Regions from separate parts of the Mus musculus genome. Here region 2 is linked to region 1. Evidence: chromatin contacts called from public Hi-C data. All regions are on one chromosome and are shown on one strand. Each heading gives the region's core, a stretch centred on a gene start, on an enhancer-like site or on the middle of the called end of the contact. The rest is flanking DNA. Distances are from core to core; before and after follow the strand shown.

Region 1 (5,802 bases), core at 1,730-4,229:
AAACTGGCTCTGTGTTCCATCTGATCCAAATGACATAATAAAAATATATCCAAACGATATCATAAAAAGAACACTTTCATTATTTCCATTGGAAATGTTGATTTTTAAGTCATCTCATACAGCTCGGTTGGTAAGGGGCTTGCACCAAGCCCCGGGTTTGATCCCCAGTATCATGGGGTGCATGGTGGTGCACACCTGTAATCCTAAGACCTGGGAGGCAGTATCAGGAGGATCACGCGTTCAAGGTCATCCTTGGCTACAAAGCAAGTTCGAGACCAGCCTAGGCTACAAGAGATTCTATACCATCACTACCCACAAAAGGGCGTTGGCTGCAACTGGATATTCAGAACCAATCCCCATCATTGCTTATTGTCCTCCATAGATCTAGTGTCTGTATCAACTGTTTGTTAAGCTTTTCTGTCTCTCCACATGTTCTCTAACCCAACACAGATTTCCTCAGACCCTACATTCACACCCCCACCCCCACCCCTACCCCACTCACTGCTCCAATCCAGCTAGCTGGTCAGCAGCTCAATGAAAGTGTTAGTCAGCCATGCTGCTGCCTTCCGGTGGCCAACCGCCAGTGTTAACTCATTTCACTCAGCTCAGACATGCACACAACAGTAGAAATAGAGAGCCTACGGTCTGAAAACTTTGCCACCAGATTGTTCATTCTGGATACAACCTCAGATACTGCAGGGGGTTCTCTACTGTTCTTCTCAATGCCATATCAAGTATCAGAACCCTAATTCTTTTTCTGGCTATCTGTCTTATGAAGACATCCTAGAGCAAATTGTACACACGGGATGGATCACCATAATGGAGCTGTGTTTCCTCTTCAGCACTGCTCCCACTGGTATTAGAAGCATTGGTAGAGGGCTGGGAAGATGACTCATTCAGTAGAGGATTTCCATTGCAATCACAAAGACACCAGTTTAGTTCCAAAAAGTCATATTAAAAAAAAAAAAAAAAAAAAAAAAAACAGGCATGGAGACAGAGACACAGACAGGTTCCTAATCATAGAACTGAAGGGGGAAGCGTGGAGAGCCCTGAAGCATCCTGGCCAATCAGCCTAGCCCCGCTTGGCAAGCTCCAAGTGAATGAGATACCCTGTGCCAAAAAATAAAAAGCAGATGGTGCCAAAGGAATGATAACAAAGGCCTGCACGGACACACACACAGAGGACACACATGCGAGCATCATGCATGGATACACATGTACATGCACACACAAAACATATGAATAGGAAAAATATTTAAAGTAAGGTGTGTTGGTTTGTATATGCTTGCCCCTGGGAGTGGCACTCTTGAGAGATGTGGCCTTGTAATAGGTATGTCACTGTGGGCATAGACTTTAAGACCCTCACCCTAGCTGCCTAGATGCCAGTATTCTGCTAGCAGCCTTCAGATGAAGATGTAGAACTCTCAGCTCCTCCTGGGCCATGCCTGCCTGGATGATAATGGACTGAACCTCTGAACCTGTCAGCCAGCCCCAATTAAATGTTGTCCTTATAAGAGTTGCCTTGGTCATGGTGCCTGTTCACAGCAGTAAAACCCCAAGACAGAAGATATTATGTCTTCCCTGTTATTATTTTCCTTCCTACTCTTTTTTATAGAAACAGGAGATTTATCACAGAGAAACTTCTAAGAACAGGTTGAAATTCTCTGATTTCAACTAACAGTTATAGAATCTTTTTTTTTCTCAAGTAGTAACATGTGATCTTCACTCTGTGTGGCCTTGGTGTGGTGGGCTTTTCACGTGATTTTGCAGATCTGACAAAAACAGATCAATACGGATGAAAGGATCTGGTTCCCCTCCCGTTCCAACACTTGACTCCTGACACCTTGCAGGGATTTAAGAAAACCCAAAAATCTCACCCAAAATCCAACTGTACATCAAAGTAACGCTGCTTCACCCTGACAGTAATATTTGTTGAAAACCTGCACAAAAATAAACTTAAGACTTCTCATTTATGAAACTGAGTCCTATGCATGTTTAAACTAGAAAGTAGATTTCTTTAATTATATGATATTAAATAATGTCTTGACTCCTCTGACCCCTCCCTACATAGCAAACTCCTTTTGTGTAAATGCAAAATCTGTGTTCATAGCTAAAGACCGACTGGCTCTACTGCACAGCCTCACTTGCTATCAGTTGGCAAGGATGCCAGAGTCCTCGCTTCCCCTCTTCCTCCAGAGTTTCAGAAGTGTATTAGTGCTGTTCACTTTAATAAACCACTCCAAGCCCCCACATTCTCCCCTCCTGAGCAGAGGAAACTCCTCAACATACCCAAGAGTGCCACCCCAGGAGATGCCTCTCTATCCCCTGAGGAGTGCCTCTCTGTGTCCTGGGGCTCTGAATTTTCAATCAAAATGCCCCAGTTGCTCTGTGATAGCCCAGTGTTGCCTTCCACTTGAAAGTTTCAATCATTTTGACTACTTTGGCCAACTAGGAATTAACCAAATATGACTGGTATTATTGGTCAGTACGTTCAACCAAACCCAACCGAGCCACTTGGCAGCAGACATGCCTCCTTACTAGAATTCTGAATAACAACATTCCTGATATGGACTTTAAAAAAAAAAAAAAAGGATTCTGAACCAAGGACCAAGGAGATGCTCAGGGGATGGCAAAGCATTTGCCACACAAGCACGAGAGCCTATTCTCAATCCCCAGAACCCACACAGAAAGCCGGGTGCAGCAAGGCACATCTGTAATGCCAGCAGTGGGAAAGGCTAGGAGGGGAAGTCCCCTGGAGTCCACTGATCAACCAGTCTAGCTACAACAGTGAGCTTTCGGTTTAGTGAGAGACCCTGCTTCAAAACTTAAGGAGAGCAACTGGAGACCTGGTGTTAACCTCTGGCCTCTACACACAGAGACTCTAACTGGATGTTTCTGGGCATCAGTATCCACAAGCATCAGCCTCAGGAGAATGATGACTTCAGTTGCCATCGCCAGGGGATTCCACGGACCACATATTTCAGAGAACTATCATCCCCCGAAGTACTGGCTGTGCTCTGACCTCACCCTTAACAGCCTGGGCCATTTCATCTGTTAAAAATACCCCAGAACTGTCTGGATTTCTGAAACAGCAGCATGGCTGCAGCCAATACTGATGTCATAGAAGCAGCCAACAATTCAGGCAACACGGATTCCAGTCCAGCAAACCCAGCTAACTGGAGGAGCCTTCTGCCTCCTGAGGGATTCGGGGACATGCTCACAGGCCTTGGGGGAGCCACCCGACTGTTTTGCAGCCACAGGGGCCATCCTACCAACTGCATGTCTGCTTTTCTCTATGATCACATGGCATGTGCATGAAAGCAACCAACACTGCCTTTCTTAAGGACAGGACTGATCTCTGGCCTTACCCTGGACCCACTGGATTCCCATGGCCTCAATCCTCCTAACAGTAATGCACAAGGGAGGGTTGAGTCTCCCAGCAGACAGCTGGACTTTCCCCATCTTTGGCAACCTAGAAATGCTTTGCCCACCCCCCCAACATGATTGCCAACTTCTCTCTCTTCCCTAATGAATGCTCTCTCTCTCTCTCTCTCATCCCTGGTTTTAATGTGATTCACCTTCTTCCAAGTAAATATTATTTCCCAATGCCTGGCAAGTTCCAACTTTCCTCAAAATTTATATATTACTTTTCCATTATCTCAGGGCAGCAACAATAATAACAATAACGGTTATAACATCTTCCTCCTAGAAGAATCCTGGCCACTCCTCACACTTCTCTGGTTTAGAATTCTCTGATGGGCTTTGCTTTCCCCCTCCATTGTCCTCCTTCTCCTTAGTGGAAAATGTTACTTCTAACTGCTGGATTTAATTTAATTTAATTTAATTACAGCATTTTCCACACATGCCCACGGGCTCTTGGTAATAGTTGCATTTTTAATAAATCTAATATATAATAATGACTTTGTTTTTAATTTTCCACTGAGAGTTGGATCCTGAGCTGAATACAAAGCTCCAGACAGGGGCGTCTGGTTCACTCTATGCTATTGAGTTTCAAAAAACCAACAGGCTGCTAATTGGGAAAGGGTTACACTCTAGCCCTCTGTCCCCACACACCTGTGTTTAATGTCTTCAGCTAGCATCCCATGGGGCATGAAATGACCAGTTGTTGGGGTCAGAAGGACCAAGGCAGTTGTGCAGGCTTCCAGGGCTAGACCCTGAGAATAAAGGAAAGGTGTTGCATGGTGGGTAGCCAGCACTGTTACACAAAGACACTCTGTGACAACACTCCTTGGTCATGGCCAGTACCCAGTGACCCTCCAACCTTTAGCAACAAGTCAGTGGACCAACTCAGTGCTGCAATTAGAGGCCAGCCAGGAGCTGGGTCTTAATGACTGCTCTCTTTCTTTTGCAAAGACCATTGTCAATGTTCCTTGGCATTCCACTTCGTGACCAAGTATCCATGTTCAGTTGGCTCAAGGGTAAATGGACCGTGTTTAAAGTGTTTTCCTTTCTCACCTGTGTCAAGGGCTCAGCGGAGAACACAGCACTACACTGCATTCTCAGTAAGGCTTAGAGTTACTTTATCAGTCACAAATGTATCAGACTCCATCCTAAGCAAGTTGCCCCTACCCTTCCCGAAGGTTTCCTATGCACCCACCCCTCAGTCAGGGAATTGTTTTGCTCTGACAAAGGGTTGCTTTGGCTCAGGCTTTGGGGAGATGTTCACCACAGCCAGGAAGGCATAGCAAAAAGAACATGAGGCAACTAGCTACATTGTATTAGCAGTCAGGAATGGAAATGGGGCCAGGCAATCAAACCTCAGGCCTGCCTTCCAGTGACTCACTTCCTCCAACATCTCTTCCCCTCTGAAGGGCAGCGGAACCTTCCAGGGCAGCACCACCAGCTGGAGACCAAAGATTCAAACACAATAGCCTAGGAGGAACATTTCACATTCAAAACACAATGCTGGCTGGTGGCGCACGCCTTTGATCCCAGCACTTGGGAGGCAGAGGCAGAGGCAGGCGGATCTCTGAGTTCCGGGCCAGCCTGATCTACAAAGTGAGTTCCAGGACAGCAAAGGCTACACAGAGAAACCCTGTCTCAAAAAAAAAAAAAAAACAACAACAACAACAACAACAAAACCCACAATGCTCGCTTGCCATTCTATAGATGAGGGAAAGCTACAGGTGCTGAATAATTAATTTCCTTACGTTCACCCTGCTGGTGAGGGCAGCAATCCCAACTGTAGTCTCAGCTCTTAAACATTAGGCTAAGCTCAGCTGCTAAGACACTGCCATGTGGTTTTCCCACAGCATTCTGAAAGACTCCACTACAGTAGCCTAAATCTGTCTAAAATCTGCCCAGCAGCAGCATGAGAAATTCAGGCAAGGCAGACCAGAGCCCTCAAAATGAAAGGAAAGAGGGAGGAGGGAGGAAGGGGAAGGGAGGGAGGGAGGGAGGGAGGGAGGGAGGGAGGGAGGGAGGGAGAGACAGAGACAGAGACAGAGACAGAGACAGAGACAGAGACAGAGACAGAGACAGAGACAGAGACAGACAGGGGCTACTAGCTTGAGGCAGTATCTCATGGCCTCCCAGGTTCTGATAAGAAATAAGGCATTTCATCTGCCCTCCTCAAAGCAGAGATGCAGACCATAATCCCACGGAGCTGCAGTTTAGAATGTGGTCCTCCACGGGGACTCTCAGTCCTCCATGTTTCTTTGTTCTCTTTCTGGTCACCACAGTGCTGAGTTGAGTGCTCTCTGCCACCCTTCTTTTCGCTGTCTGTGTAAGTAATAAAAGTCCTGGCTCTAGAAGTGGCTTATTCCGCCTTACCAAGTAAAT
Region 2 (6,163 bases), core at 2,300-4,799, 930 kb before region 1:
AGACTGTCACTAGGCATTCTGCCTTGTCCCAGAGCTCCCCAGTTTGCTCACTAATAATCCACTTGCTACTCTCACTGCTTTGAGTCTTCAGGTCATCATCACCATGGCTCTCTCACCAGCCCCTCCTCTCTTCTTCCTCCTGTGGGTTATCATAACATTTTTCTATCGATCTGTCCAGTTACCTTTTCTGGTCACAGGAAGTGAGTTCTTTGACAGCTTCCTTGTTCATAATAGCATGCCAAGAGTTTATGGTTCTAGGTCCAGTCCTCAAGAAAAAGTATCTAGTACTCTGGCATACCAAATACATGAGGGATCCTATTCTGAGTTCTTGTTAACACATTGAATCCCTGTAACTGCCCAATGGCGTTGAGACTGAGTCTGTTTTAATTCACTTTTTATAGGTGAAGGACTTACAAATCACCACAAGCATTCCTCTGAACTTCCAAATCCAGTGAAGAGGTGAAGCAAGGACGAGTGTCTCTCCTCCATCTGGGCTTTCCACTATCCCATTCGTTGGCCTAGGTAACGAAGGAACCAAAATGCTGCCGCTGCCCCTTAGTCCTTCCCTGAGCTCTCAGTGACACCTTCAGATTCTTTTCATTTGAATCAAGTGTATTTTTATGAATACGAGAAAAGGCTAAAAGACTATTAGTTCTGTATAAAATCATGGTGTGGAGAAGCTGCCATTTTCTAACTATTTTTTTAATTTAATTTTATTTGTAATTCATTTTTTTACACTCCATATTCCATTCCCCACCCCTCCCTTCCCACCCTCCAACTGCTCCACATCCCACATCTCCTCCCCACCACACTCCGTCTCCACATAGATGCCCCTATCCTCTACCCCATCTGACCTCTAAACTCCCTGGGGCCTCCAGTCTCTTGAGGGTTAGGTGTATCATCTCTGAATAAACATAGGCCTGGAAGTCCTCTACTGTATGTGTGTTGGAAGCCTCATACCAGCTGGTGTATGCTGTCAATAGGAAAAAATGGCAACAAACAGATTGGGAAAAGATCTTTACAAATCTACATCTGATAGAGGGCTAATATCCAATATATACAAAGAACTCAAGAAGTTAAACTCCAGAGAACCAAATAGCCCCATTAAAAATAGAACTAAACAGAGAATTCTCAACTGAGAAAACTTGAATGACTGAGAAGGACCTAAAGAAATGTTCAACACCCTTAGTCATCAGGGAAATGCAAATCAAAATGACCCTGAGATTCCACCTCACACCAGTCAGAATGGCTAAGATCAAAAACTCAGATGACAGCAGATCCTGGCGAGAATGTGGAGAAAGAGGAACACTCTTCCATTGCTGGTGGGATTGCAAGCTGGTATGTCCACTCTGGAAATCAGTCTGGTGGTTCCTCAGAAAATAGGACATATAAGTGAGGACCTAGTTATACCACTCCTGGGCATATACCCAGAACATGTAATAAGAACACATGCTCCACTATGTTCATAGCAGCCTTATTTATAATAGCCAGAAGCTGAAAACAACCCAGATGTCCCTCAACAGAGAAATGGATACAGAAAATGTGGTACATTTACACAATGGAATACTACTCAGCTATTAAAAACAATGAATTTATGAAATTCACAGGAAAATAGATGGAACTTGAAAATATCATCCCGAGTAAGGTAACCCAGTCACAAAAGAACACACATGGTATGCACTCCCTGATAAGTGGATATTAGCTCAAAAGCTTGGCATACCCAAGATACAATTCACAGATGATATGAAGCTCAAGAAGAAGGTAGAACAAAGTGTGGGAGCTTTGGGGAACAAAATACTCACAGGAGAAAATATGGAGACAAAGTGTGGAACAGAGAATAAAGGAAAAGCCATCCAGAGACTGCCTACCTGGGGATCCATGCCATATACAGTTGCCAATTGTGGATGCTGGGAAGTGCTTGTGATGGAAGCTTCATATGGCTGTCTCCAGAGAGGCTCTGCCAGAGCCAGACAAATACAGAGGGGGAGGCTTGCAGCCAACCCTTGGACTGAGTACGTGGTCCCTGATGGAGGAGTTGGAGAAAGAACTGAAGGAGTTGAGGGGTTTTGCAGCCCCATGGAGGGAGCAACAGTGTCCAGCCAGATCCTCAGAGCTCCTGGGGACTGGACTGGACCACCAACCAAAAAGTACACATGGAGGGACCCATGGTCCTGGCTGCATATGTAGCAAAGGATGGCCTTATTGGACATCAGTGAGAGGAGAGGTCCTTGGGCCTGAGGGTGTTCAATGCCCCACTGTAGGGGAATGCAAGGGAGGGAAGGTGGGAGTGGGTGGGTAGATGGGGGAGCACCCTCATAGAGGCAGGGCAAGGGGGATGGGATGGGGGATTCTGGAGAGGAGACCTGGAAATGGGATAACTTGTGAAATGTAGATAAAGAAAATATCCAATGAAAGTAAAAAAGATATCTAAACAAAATTTTAAAAAGTAAAGAAGAGAAAAAGCAACCTATACAACTATGTACAGCAGTTTTCCCCATAGCTTGATGTTTGGTGACTCACTCCTATGCTGTGTCATGGCTAGGCACATCTAAACCAGACATTCTTCCTGTCTGTGGCCTTAGTTGCTCCTCCACCCAACAGAGTACCAACTCAGTACCTTTTTGTTCAATTCGAGTAAATCTGGCATGGATCTCATTTGGTGAATTCATATAAAGTACGTTCAACATGGGCTGTCGAGAGAGCTCAGTAGCAAAGTATTTGCTGTGCAAGCAAGAAGAACTGAGTTCAATGTCCTAGAACCTATATAAAAAGACTGGGTGTTGTGACTTGTGATTGTAATCCTAGTCCTGGAGAGCTGGAGACAGAGCTCCATGACCAGCCAGCCTAATGGGTGAGGTCAAGACCAGTGTGACATCCTGTCTTAAGAACACCAAGTAGAAAGCAGCAGATAAGTTACAGTCTAAGTTGTTTTCTGGAACTTACATGCCCATGTACACATATGTACACATGCCTACACTCACACTCACTCATACACACAGGGACTCATATAGCCAGTAAGCTAGAGAGAAAGAGAGCAAGAGAGAGAGAGGTGGGGTTTGGGGAGAGGGAGAGAGGGAGAGGGAGAGGAAGGGGGAGAGAGAGACAGAAAGAGAAAGACAGAGACAGACAGAGAGACAGACAGACAGAGTGATGGAGGGAGAAAGAGAGGAAGGAAGAGAAGAAGGGAGAGAGAGACACACACAGAGAGGTGCAGACAGAGACAGAGTAAGAGAGACAGAAACAGAGACATGACAGACAGAGAGATGGGGAGAGAGAGAGAGAGAGAGGGAGAGAGAGAGAGAGAGAGAGGGAGAGAGAGAGAGAGAGAGAAGACACAGAGACACATTTACATATAACATCCAACTGCCCTGGCTAGCTGCCGCTTGGACTATCTATGGCTGTCAGAGAAACTGCAGCACAGAGGGCTTGCGGCAGGGAAGGGTATTTTCCAGCACATTCTCCTGCCAGCCCATCAACACCGTGTTTCCACTCTGACTCCCTGGTCTTCCACCTTTGGTCATGCTGTGGCTGGTCTCCTGCTCAGCCCCTCCATAGTGAGTCACTGTGTTGACCTACTTTCTAGGCTCCCGCCTTCCTTCTCAGTTCCCAGACTCTGACAGGCCTTCTCTCTGCTTGGCACCGGGCTTCTGTGGACAGATACCTGGTAACAGCCCCGTCTTGGCACCAGCTGGAGAAATCTCACCCCTGTTCTCCTCTACCCTCGCTCACGTCTCTCCTTTCTCCTGTGCTCACCACTGCCAGCCCCGATGGACGGGGCTCACTTGAGCCTGGAAAGCTCCGCTTTCCCAAAAGCCAAGTTCATCCTGGACTCTAACAACTCCAAGTCGGGTTGCTTTTCAGCAACCATCTTGCCAGTTTTAAGTGTATATCAACTCATCCTGAGGATACTTACGACTTTCTCCCATTTTTCACATATTTTTTATTAGATATTTTCTTTATTTACATTTCAAATGTTATCCCATTTCCCGGTTTCCCCTCTGAAAACCCCCTATCCATCCCTCCTCCTCCTGCTCACCAACCCACCTACTCCCTCTTGTCTGTCCTGGCATTTCCCTACACTGGGGCATCTATCGAGCCTTCAGAGGACCAAGGGCCTCTCCTCCCATTGATGTCCAACAAGGCCATCCTTTGCTACATATGCAGCTGGAGCTATGAGTCCCTCTATGTGTATTCTTTGGTGGGTGCTTGCTGACAGGATCCTGATATAGCTATCTCCTGATAGGCTCTGCCAGAGATGGATGCTCTCAGCCATCCATTGGACTGAGCATAGGGTCCCCAATGGAGGAGCTAAAGAAAGAATTGAAGGAGTTGAAGTGGTTTGCACTCCCATATGAGGAACAGCCATATGAACCATCCAGACCCCCTAGAGCTCCCAGGGACTTTCTCCCATTTTTAAAAATCAACCAAACTATCTGCTTGCGTGTGCCAAGGGTGGTATATACCACTAGGTTTCAGCTTCGGTCAACAATGTCATTTTCACTGGTGCTTTTCCTGTGCAGCCTACTGCAGTTGGGCTTTACAGTGTCTACTAAAGGGCTGTGTGCTACAGGTGACCCTGTGGGGCTATCAGGAATAGATGAAACTTTTAGGAGCTCGATGGCCTTGTAGAAGAAGGGTGTTGGGCATGTGCACTCGAAAGGTACATGGGGACTTGGCCCTCCTTCCTGCTCACCATGGCATAAGCATCTTAGCTTCCACCCCCTAGAGCTCTGCCATAATGTCTGCTTTGTCTTATAAACCCCAAGTCAGTGGCTCAGTAGACCATGGGCTTACCTTTGAGATAATGGTCCAAAATACCTTTTCTTCTTCTGAGTTACTTACCTCAGGGATTTTGTTCCAGGCACAGAAAGCTTGAGTTCCTGCTAGATGAAGGAACAAAGAAAAAAAGAAAAAGAAAAAAAGAAAAAGAAAAAAGCAAAAAACAATGAACCAGGTGGCACACGCCTTTAATCCCAGCATTTCAGAGGCAAGAGGCAGGTGGATTTCTGAGTTCGAGGCCATCTTGGTCTTTAGAGTTCCAGGACAGCCAGAGCTAACAGAGAAAGCCTGTCTTGAAAACAAAACAAAACAAAACAAAACAAAACAAAACAAAACAAAACAAAACAAAACAAAACAAGAATAAGAACTGCACACACAGTAACTGTAGCTTCTACTTCAGACACAGTGACTTTCGGAAGGACTCTCCTTTTTCTACTTCCATAAAAAAAAATCTGTAGCTCCCCTCCACTGCTTCCTCTCTTCAAACAATAATATTTCAGGCACATTGGAAAAAGCTTTAAAAGTTCTCCCTGTATATACCCTCATCAGAATTAATTTTCTTCTGAGAACGGAGACCTTTTAACTGCCTGTTCTCTTGATCTAGACTTCCTCTTTCAAGACCCAACATTTCCATGTGTTACAACATTGTTAGCCCAGTGTTTATTATTTTTTTTTCTTCTAAATGATTGTGAGGAGTAATTGTTAAGAAAAACATAATCAGGTAGGTTGCTTATATAAAAATGAAATCCATAGTACCACACTAGTGAGAGGAAGACTGTCTTCGATCCTTTTCTTTGGTGATGATGCCTGTGATGATGGTGATGGTGATGATGGTGGTTGTGATGGTGATGGTGATGGTGATGATGGTGATGGTGGTGGTGGTGGTGGTGGTGGTGATGGTGATGATGGTGATGGTTTGAAACATGGAATTTTGATGCAGATTCCGTCCTTTAGATTTTTAACCTCCATTTAGACACCATTTTGAGTCCTCTTTTGAATTCATTCAAAGGTCACAACTTTCTCCTCCTGTTGAACAAGCATTTGGAGTGAAGCCAGCTCATAACCTTGCATGGTTGGAAGAAATATTCAAGTTTACTCCATATGACCACAATCAATTGTCCTGGACGCCTCAATTGCATTCCTGCTGAGAGGGTGGTCTGGCTGCTTGGAGAGTGTTTGCTCTCAGAAGCGTTAGGAGGTCCCTGCTTTCATTATCTCTCTCTTCTTTCCTAGAGCAAGTGAACTTTACTGTGGTTGGGTGGCTGAAGGCTGCTGGGAGTGGGGGGTGCTAAGGTAGGGATTGCAGCACAGGCCAGCTAAGTCCAGTTGCATTAAAAGCTATGACTGCTGGGCTGCAGCCAGCCTAGACACTGTTCACAGGGAT

Evidence for each region. A called contact is a pair of places that touch in the nucleus more often than the background predicts.
Region 2: a Hi-C map of muscle stem cells shows a contact between it and region 1, with 5 times the contacts expected there. The contact joins two enhancer-like sites. A contact is called at or near these places in 2 of 15 datasets of contacts at CTCF or cohesin (the NIH/3T3 cell line and stem cell-derived epiblast-like cells), 6 of 484 Hi-C or Micro-C datasets (embryonic fibroblasts, embryonic stem cells and muscle stem cells), 2 of 115 datasets of contacts at active chromatin or transcription factors (embryonic fibroblasts and embryonic stem cells) and 1 of 9 other capture datasets (embryonic stem cells).

The regions. Positions count from the first base shown.
Region 1 is chr1:185,532,763-185,538,564 of GRCm38.p6, reverse strand. No RefSeq gene overlaps it. Among named protein-coding and RNA genes, the nearest start is that of Gm34969, 48 kb to the right of the region's middle. Within about 2 kb of position 2,979, at least 17 of the 459 cell types and tissues checked have an H3K27ac peak or open chromatin away from gene starts, as enhancers often do. A contact at or near this core is called in muscle stem cells, where this site is marked.
Region 2 is chr1:186,458,382-186,464,544 of GRCm38.p6, reverse strand. It overlaps Gm35426 (a long non-coding RNA gene), which reads left to right. Exons shown (of 3, transcript XR_373805.1): 3 at 402-705. Among named protein-coding and RNA genes, the nearest start is that of Gm35426, 25 kb to the left of the region's middle. Within about 2 kb of position 3,549, at least 48 of the 459 cell types and tissues checked have an H3K27ac peak or open chromatin away from gene starts, as enhancers often do. A contact at or near this core is called in muscle stem cells, where this site is marked.